Linked DNA regions of Mus musculus: region 2 is linked to region 1. Evidence: chromatin contacts called from public promoter capture Hi-C data. All regions are on one chromosome and are shown on one strand. The core of a region is the stretch at or near the end of the contact, and the rest is flanking DNA. Distances in the headings are between cores, read along the strand shown.

Region 1 (4,083 bases), core at 368-2,867:
GGCAAGAGGGTTGGACACGAAGCCACAAGGCTACTTGGGTTCCTCCTTCTTCTCGTTTGCCTTTTTCTGCTTCTGCTGCATGATCTCCGAGTCCCTGGGGGTAGAGATGATGGGGCACTGGGAGGTACCAGAGGGCAAAAAGGACAAGATGCAGGGGATGAAGGGTACAGAGGATAAGATGGAAGTGGATGGGACAAAGTTCAGCATATGGCTGCTATATTCCCACCCTAGGAGAACAAGAGGAACAGAGCTAAGGGTCAAAAGGCAATCAATCAGTCTCCATATGGCTGTTGCCCAAGGGGTCAGAAGTCTGGCCGCTCAGGCCCAAGGCTCTCTATTCTGTACTAAGTACCACACCCCAACAACACTAGTGAGAAAGTCGGGAAGAGGGAGGAGAGACAAGCAGCAAGGAGGGTCAAAAGTACTGGGCTGTCAAAACAACTACACTTGATATGTGAAGCCCCTGCCCTTGCCCTTAAGGTCAGAACTAAGGCCCGCAGAAATCAGCCTGCGGACAGGGACCCGCCCCAGTCCCTTCCTGTATGGCTGTGACCTAACAATTTAGAGTGGGGAGGAAATAAAACCCTAGAGGAAGCAATGCACTCTGCCCCTCACATCTAACCTAGACTTGGACCCTGCAATAGCTCTCTCTCCTGGTACACCCCTTTCTCTAACCCAGGTCTCCCCGTCCAGTCCCGGCCCGACCCTTCCTTTTCCCTCCCTGGGGCTACCTCTGCTTGCGGGCGGCAGCAGAAAGCCCATCATCTCGGCGCTTTCCCTTAACCGAGTCGCTCTGCTTCTTCATGTTCTTCTGGCGGGCGAGCTCTCGCTGGTTACCGCCTAAGAAGAAGAGAAGGTACAAAGTGAGACGCCGGAGCCGCTCCACGTACACACCAGCGCCCCTCCTCCCCGCAACTGGGACCCCGACCGTCCCCCCAACCCCCGCCGCAGCGCCGACCCCATCGCGGGGCTTCGGCTGCCCGGGGTAGGTTAACTTGGGGGTGCGGGAGGACGGTGCGGTCGAGACTGCTGGCGGCGCGCGTCAAGTTTGAGGCGGCGCGGGGGCCCAGACAGCTGCTGCGGTGTGTGGGACGCGCCGGGGCCTCACGGGCACGCGCCGGGGCCCACCACTCAGGGAACCCGGCTTCCCCAGCGCGGAAAGCCGGCGGCGGCCCGCGCCCAACACAGGGGTCTCCGCAAGTGGCGGCGTGCAGAGGGCTGCGCTTCCGGCTGGGCGGGAGGCAGCTGGAGAGCGCTCCCTAAAGACCCTTCCGCCCGCCGGGGAAGCCGAGGGGACGCACACGCCGGCACCCGGGCGCGCGGGGAGCGAGAGCAGAAAGAAAAGGGAGAGAGGAAAAGGTCCCAGCACTCACGGGTCATGGCGACGGCAGCGGCTCCAACCTGCCTCCGTTGCGTCCCCCTCGTTCGGGCCGACGTTGCAGGCCCCGCCCCCTTCGCGCGACGCCACCAAGTCGTCTTCTTCCTCCCGCCCCTTCACGCCCGGGCGCCCGCTTTCATTGGGCAGGGGGAAACACGTGGAGTGCGGTGCCACGCGCCAGTCCCGGAGGGCGAAGAGCGGAGCTCGGCGGGCGGAGCGCTGGCACGGGGCGGGGCTTCCCCGGAGCGCTGGGTCCCAGCCTGTAGAAACTAGGCCGGGTCACGTGGCCGGGGGGTGGAGGGGTGCGGCTGGCGATGTGGCGCTCCGACGGGGCCGGGCACGTGACTAGGCAAAGTGACCTCATGTGGGACAGTTTAGGGTACTGACTGACAAAGTCGCCCCGAAGGAACGCGGGGGAGGGGCGGGGCGGGGACGGGACGGGGTGAGGGCGGGATTTCCTAGGTCGTTCATCCGGTTATGTGCTATCAGTTCTCTGGAGCTAAACTTAGTGCGGTTCCCCGGTCTCCGAGCCTCTTGGCCGAACACTTGCCACAGTTGTCTGAAAACATACGCAGACAATTAGGAAACCCCTTTCCACTTTCCTCGCCCCTAAGCGCAGCCAGTTTTAGTGTGTCATAAAGTGATCCTGCAATCATTTCCCAAGAGCTTGAGTCCAGAGCTCCTGCATGCACATCTCCACTACTGAACTGGACTTAAGACTGCCCACAGAAACTTTGAATGTGCCTTGGGGGTGACGAAGCATACCCGAATCTGACTGTGGAGTTACTTCAGGAACCGAGATTAGGGAATGCTCCTATTTTATTAGTTTGCATCTCTCTCTTTCTCTCTCTCTCTCTCTCTCTCTCTCTCTCTCTCTCTCTCTCTCTCTCTGTCTCTGTCTCTCTGTCTCCTCTCTCCTCCTCTCTCCTCTCTCTCGACCGTGCCTACATTGTATCATTTCCCCTAAACCTTACATTTGGTTTGTAAGAGAAATCAGGCTGGTAACTAAATCTTTATTTTCGGTTGCTGAATCACAGATGCGCGCGCCCCCTGTAGAAAAGATTAGTTAAGCCTTCTCTCCCTTCCCAGGTCCAAGACAACAGGAATTCTGCTAAACTATCATGAAATAACCCCAACATGAACCAGAACAGTAGGATGCGTTTCCTGCTGACCAGAGGCACTTTATCCTGTCCAGTACCTTCACTAAGCAGCTGAATTCAGAGACTTCACTCCACTCTTTCACCAGAGTCGCCTAAGACTACTGAAAAACACAGATATTTACACTACGATTTATAATAGAAAAATTACAGTTTAAAAATAATTCTAGCCGGGCGGTGGTGGCGCACGCCTTTAATCCCAGCACTTGGCGGATTTCTGAGTTCGAGGCCAGCCTGGTCTACAGAGTGAGTTCCAGGACAGCTAGGGCTACACAGCTGTTGTCTCGAAAAACAAAAACAAAAAATAATTCTATGGTTGGGGGTCACCACTACATAAGGAACTTTATTAAGGGGTCGCAGGACTGGATCCATGAACTCTCATAAAATGGTAGGTATGGTGGTGTGTTATCTGTAATCCTACTACTCCCATAGTGAGAAGAGAGGTAGAGATGGGAGAATTTTCTGGAAGTTCAAGGACCAGTGAGCCTGGAATACAAAGCAAAAGCAATCCAACAGAAACAATGACAGACCCTGCCTCAGAAAGATAATAAAAGACAGTGGTGGCACACGCCTTTAATCCCAGCACTCCGGAGGCAGAGGCAGGCGGATTTCTGAGTTCCAGGACAGCCAGGGCTATGCAGAGAAACCCTGTCTCAGGACAGCCAAGGCTATGCAGAGAAACCCTGTCTCGAAAAATCAAAATAAATAAATAAATAAATAAGATAAAAGTGAAAGTTGTTCTCTAAAGACACACACCGGGATGAAGGAAATGAATTTAAATGTATGGTGGTAAATTTTGATGGGACTGTAAACTAATGCCTATCCCAGAATCAAGTTGAGACTAAGACTTCAAACTGGCTTTGTGAAGAGCAGATAGGAAACAAAACCACAAAACAAAACATTACCATCTTCAATTTTTCCTATGTTCAATCCCACTTGAACTATTAATATTTTTAAAGATTTTTTTTCAAAAATATGTGTGTGTATATGTGTCTGGGTGTGGGTTTGTGTAGTACCCATAAAGGCCAGAAAAGTGTGTTGGATAGCTTCGTGGCAGAGTAGTTACAGGTGGATATGAACCACCCAGTGTGTGTGTGTTGAGAACCAAATCCCGCCCCTCTGCTGAAATATTGTTATCCTCTTAACCACAACTGAGTCATCACTACGGCTCCTGCTATTAATGTTAATATGTTTCAATTTTTCTTTCTCTCCCCATCCTCCTCCTTGCCTAACTGCCCACTGGAAATTAAACCAAGGTTTTTTGTTTTGTTTTGTTTTGGGGGGGGGTTGAGTTTTTTTTTTTTTTCTCCTTTCCTTTGTTTGTTTTGGTTTTGGTCTTTTGTTTTATTGAGACCACGTTTCTCTGTGTACAAAGTAACTGAATGGAACTGCTGCTTCTATGCTAGGGAGAAATTGGTGGGCTCCATGGACCTTGATCTGGGCCAGTGAAGTGATTCACGCTGCAATGGATGGATGTAAAGATGGAGAATGGGCACAGCCACGGAGGGGCAAGAAGAACCCTTGAGGAGAGGGAACAGCCAGCCTGTG
Region 2 (4,417 bases), core at 1,671-4,170, 410 kb after region 1:
CAAGCCCTCTTCTGATTATCTCGGGCTCTTGCATGCATGTGTTATACATACATGCACTCAAGAAAACAGGCACAGAGACATACACAAATGACCATTTAAAAAGAATAAATTTTTAATTGTTATTTTATGTATATGGGTATTTTGCCTCTGTGTGTGTGTGTGTGTGTGTGCTATGTGTGCCTGGTACCTGCAGAGGCCAGTAGAGGGCATAGAATCCCCTGGGACTGGATTTATAGCCAGTTGTAAACCACCTGAGTGTTGGGAGTTGAACCTGAGTTCTCCAGAAGAGCAGCTGAGTACTCTAAGTGACAGAGTCATCTCTCCAGCCCCTACCCTTACAGTTTGGATCCATCTGGATTGTATGTGGTCTAATAGGAAGTTAACTTCATGGTAAGTTAATGTCTCCAGACCACTTACTAATGAATCTTTTCTTCCTTCACTGATTCAAAGTACAATGTTTAGTACATTTAATACAGATGTTTCTAAGTTATCAGGATCATCATGTTTTTTATTTATTTATTTATAAATAGGATATTTTATTTATTTACATTTCAAATGTTATCCCTTTTTCCAGTTTCTTCTCTACAAACCCCTTATCCCATCCCCCTTACTCTGCTTCTATGAGGGTGCTCCCCCACTCACCCACCCACTCCCACCTCACCGCCCTAGCATTCCTCTACACTGGAGCATCAAGCCTTCACAGGACCAAGGGCCTCTCCTCTCATTGATGCCAGATAAGACCCATTCAGCTCCTTCAGTCATTCTCCTAACTCCTCCATTGGGGTTCCTGTGTTCAGTCTGATGGTTGGCTGCAAGCATCCACATCTGTATTGGTCAGGATCTGGCAGAGCCTCTCAAGAGACAGCTATATCAGACTCCTGTCAGCAAGCACTTCTTGGCATCCACAAAAGTGTCTGGGTTTGGTATGTGCATGTGGGATGGATCCCAGGTGGGGCAGACTCTGGATGGCCTTTCCTTCAGTCTCTGCTCCACTCTTTGTTCCTGTATTTCCTTTAGACAGGAGCAATTCTGGGTTAAAATTTTGGAGATAGTTGGGTGGCCCCATCCCTCAACCATTCCTAATCTCTGGATATGGTCTCAACAGGTTCTCCTTCCCCATTGTGGGGTACTTCAGCTAATGTCATCCCCATGGGGTCCTGGGAGACTCTTGTTTTCCTGGCATCTGGGACTTTCTGGTTGCTACCCCCAGTTCTCCATCCCTCATTGCTACACACCTCTGTTCAATTTCCTGACCCTCTGTTCATCTCCATCTGATCCCACACCTCATTTTATTATCTAGGATCCCTGATCACATGTTATTTCTGCTTTTTATGTTTCTTTTTAAAACTTAAAATCAGTCTACCTGGTTTCAAAGGACAATCGTTTTGATGGGTTTGCTGGAGCCTTAAGATCATGAACCTGGTGAGACTAGGCCGGGGTCTAGCAAACACAGAAGTGGATGCTCACAGTCAGCTATTGGATGGAACACAGATCCCCCAATGGAGGAGCTAGAGAAAGTACCCAAGGAGCTAAAGGGAACTGCAACCCTATAGGTGGAACAACATTATGAACTAACCAGTACCCCCAGAGCTCGTGTCTCTAGCTGCATATGTATCAAAAGATGGCCTAGTCGGCCATCACTGGAAAGAGAGGCCCATTGGACTTGCAAACTTTATATGCCCCAGTACAGGGGAACGCCAGGGCCAAAAAGTGGGAGTAGGTGGGGAGGGGAGTGAGGGGGCAGGGTATGGGGGACTTTTGGGATAACATTGGAAATGTAAATGAGGAAAATACCTAATTAAAAAAAAAAAAAAAAGATCATAAACCTGAAGATCAGCCGGGGAAGTTTGGTGTCTTAATGATACTGAGGCATCCTATCCAAGCTCCGGAGCTACAGTCTCATCTCTTCATGTCTTCCTTCTGCCCTCCAGTCCTTTTCCTCACAGCCCTTCCACATTCCTCGGGTTTATTTCTGATATTCCACCTCTCATTGTTAAGTACTGTAAGTTAAGGCTTTAATTACATTTCCAACAGTCAGTAATTACAGGTGTGAAAACTACTATACTGGCTTCAGGATGCTGGTACTGGCCAGGTCCTAGTCACCTTTTCTCATCATGTTTAGATGTGTGTTTTCCAGGTAAAAAAAAAATCAAATAATGAAAAATCTGATTCTTCAGTTCTTAGGGAAAATGTCTTATCTGGAGGTTAGGAGGCAGTAGGGCTTCCTTCCTTCCTTCCTTCCTTCCTTCCTTCCTTCCTTCCTTCCTTCCTTCCTTCCTTCCTTCCTTTCTCTCTTCTTTTTTTGTCATTATTCTTCAAGGAGGTTATAGTTAAAAGTTTTAAAAGGGTGAACAGCAAAGCAAGCCACCCGAGCTTCCCTGTCCACAGGAAACAGTGCTCACTCATGTGGCCTGTTCTGTGTCCTTCCACGGGCACCTCACATACCAGCTGCCCCGAATGTTCCCCTGGACATACATTGGCAAGCCCAGGCAAAGAGCCAGAAAGTCCGGGAGGGCCAGACAGGAGACCCTTTCCTGTGCCTTCATCCTTAAGAACCAAGGAGGAAGCAGAAGGACTAGAGCAGAGCCCCAAACAATTCTAAACTGTCTCTGGTTGGCTGTCCCAGAGCAGGTCATCTCCAAAGAGCGTGGGCCCTGGCCTCTGTATTTTCTTTTTCAACAGTCTCTATTTCCTTATCTCGTTCAAACAGATGGTTTCCTGACATGCATATGGTAAGCAGCTGCTCATATTTTACTTGAGGCAGGAGGTTCAGAGTTGGGTTCGGACCCACTGTTTATACAGCAGCATCTAGAGTTGTCCAGAAAACATCTGTGAAGGGTTCTTGAAGTCACTGAAGAGTCAGGCTTTGAGGAACTTTTTCCAGCCAGCAAGTCTTCTCAGGAGTTATTGATCTAGCCTGACAGACAGAGGCCTGCCTAGGCCTCCTGCCTAAGCGGCATCATGAGAGAGGAAAGGGTCACTCCCAGCAGCTGGCCTAGGAGATAGCAGCAGGGAGGGAGCAGGAGCCAAGACACCTGCCAGCAGGCTCACAGGAGGAGTGAGGGGAATTGGCTTTTCAGAGGCTTTAAACCAACAGAAGTCCACCATCTTCGCCAGTGTGGAGATAGATCTAGAGAGAGAACACAGAAGCGACAGTGTGAGGTCAGCACTTCCTGGGCTGTGGATTCCAGTAGCCTGCAGCCATGGGGCAAGGTAAGCTAACCCAGTTCTTGGCTGCTGGGTGACATGTTTTTATTCAAGGAAATAAGTTGGTCATGGAGGTGACAGTAGGGTATGTAAGATGTGAGGAGTGGGAAGAGAAATGGTGGTGGTGTGAGTGTGGGGTAGGCAGTTGCATGGCAATTTTAATTGCACTTATGAATAATTATCATGCATTTGTATTCATAGCCCAGGATCAACATAATGCAAATGGCTACAACTCTCTAGGCTATGATACAAATGAGTTACACCTGAGGTGCTGGCTCCTTTTTATGTCAACTCAATACAGGCCAGAATCATTTTGGAAGAGAAAATCTCAATTGAGAAAAAAAAAAAATCCCCTGTGGCTTGGCCAGTGGGCCAGCATGTGGTTCATTTTCTCTATTGTCGATTGATGTGCGAGGACCCAGCCTACTGTGGGTTGTGCCGTCCTAGGCAGGTGGTCCTGGGTAGTATATAAGAAGGCAGGCTGAGTAAGTCAGTAAGTAGAGCTCCTCTGTTCCTTCGAGGCTTCTGCTTCAGTTCCTGCCTCCGGGTTCCTGCCCCAATTTCCCTGAATGATGGACTACATAAGATAAAATAAACCCTTTCTTTACCAAGTTGCTTTTGGACATGGTGTTTTAACACAGCAATAGAAAGAAACTAAAGATGCCTGGGAAATCGTGAGGCTCGCATCCTCAAAGCTTAATAGGAGGGAAGGGATGGTGGGAGCTGGTTAACACAAGTACAGTGGACAGAGACAGGCAAAGCAGTAAGACAAACCCATTGAGAGGACTTAGAAACTCTGGGCACCTCCGCTGTGAGGGCCAGCACAGTGCAGCCTGAGCCCCGAGTGCATCTGAGAAATTCTTCTTAGGGCTGATTCCACGTTCATGGTCTGTCATTGAGGGAGCAAACATCGACTGGGAAATCAATTGTGTTCAGCATAGTGCTGGGCAGAGAATGCAGACATGAAGTACACACAGCCTCTCAATGAGCTCGCTCGCTGGGATGGCGGTGGGGGAGGGGTCAACGGGCAGGGAGCAGTGGATGATGCTTGTAAAATGGGACCAAGCTCTACCTGGAGAAGTCAGCAGGGACTTTAGAGGAAATGTCTCTAGGTATTAGAAGGTGACCAAGCACCTTTCAGGTAAAAGAGAGAAGCCTTCAGATAGAAAAAAGTCCAAAGGATTCTGAAGAATAGCTCACACCATGATGC

What was found. Promoter capture Hi-C pulls out the DNA fragments that hold promoters and counts their contacts.
Region 2: a promoter capture Hi-C map of erythroid cells shows a contact between it and region 1, with 5 times the contacts expected there. The contact joins the promoter of Epb42 here to the promoter of Serf2 in region 1. A contact is called at or near these places in 1 of 39 promoter capture datasets (erythroid cells) and 1 of 9 other capture datasets (liver).

Annotation. Positions count from the first base shown.
Region 1 is chr2:121,446,732-121,450,814 of GRCm38.p6, reverse strand. It overlaps Serf2 (small EDRK-rich factor 2), which reads right to left and starts at 1,617. Exons shown (of 3, transcript NM_011354.3): 1 at 1,374-1,617; 2 at 732-840; 3 at 1-94. The coding sequence starts at 1,380. The coding sequence ends at 31.
Region 2 is chr2:121,035,380-121,039,796 of GRCm38.p6, reverse strand. It overlaps Epb42 (erythrocyte membrane protein band 4.2), which reads left to right and starts at 2,920. Exons shown (of 13, transcript NM_013513.3): 1 at 2,920-3,213. The coding sequence starts at 3,204.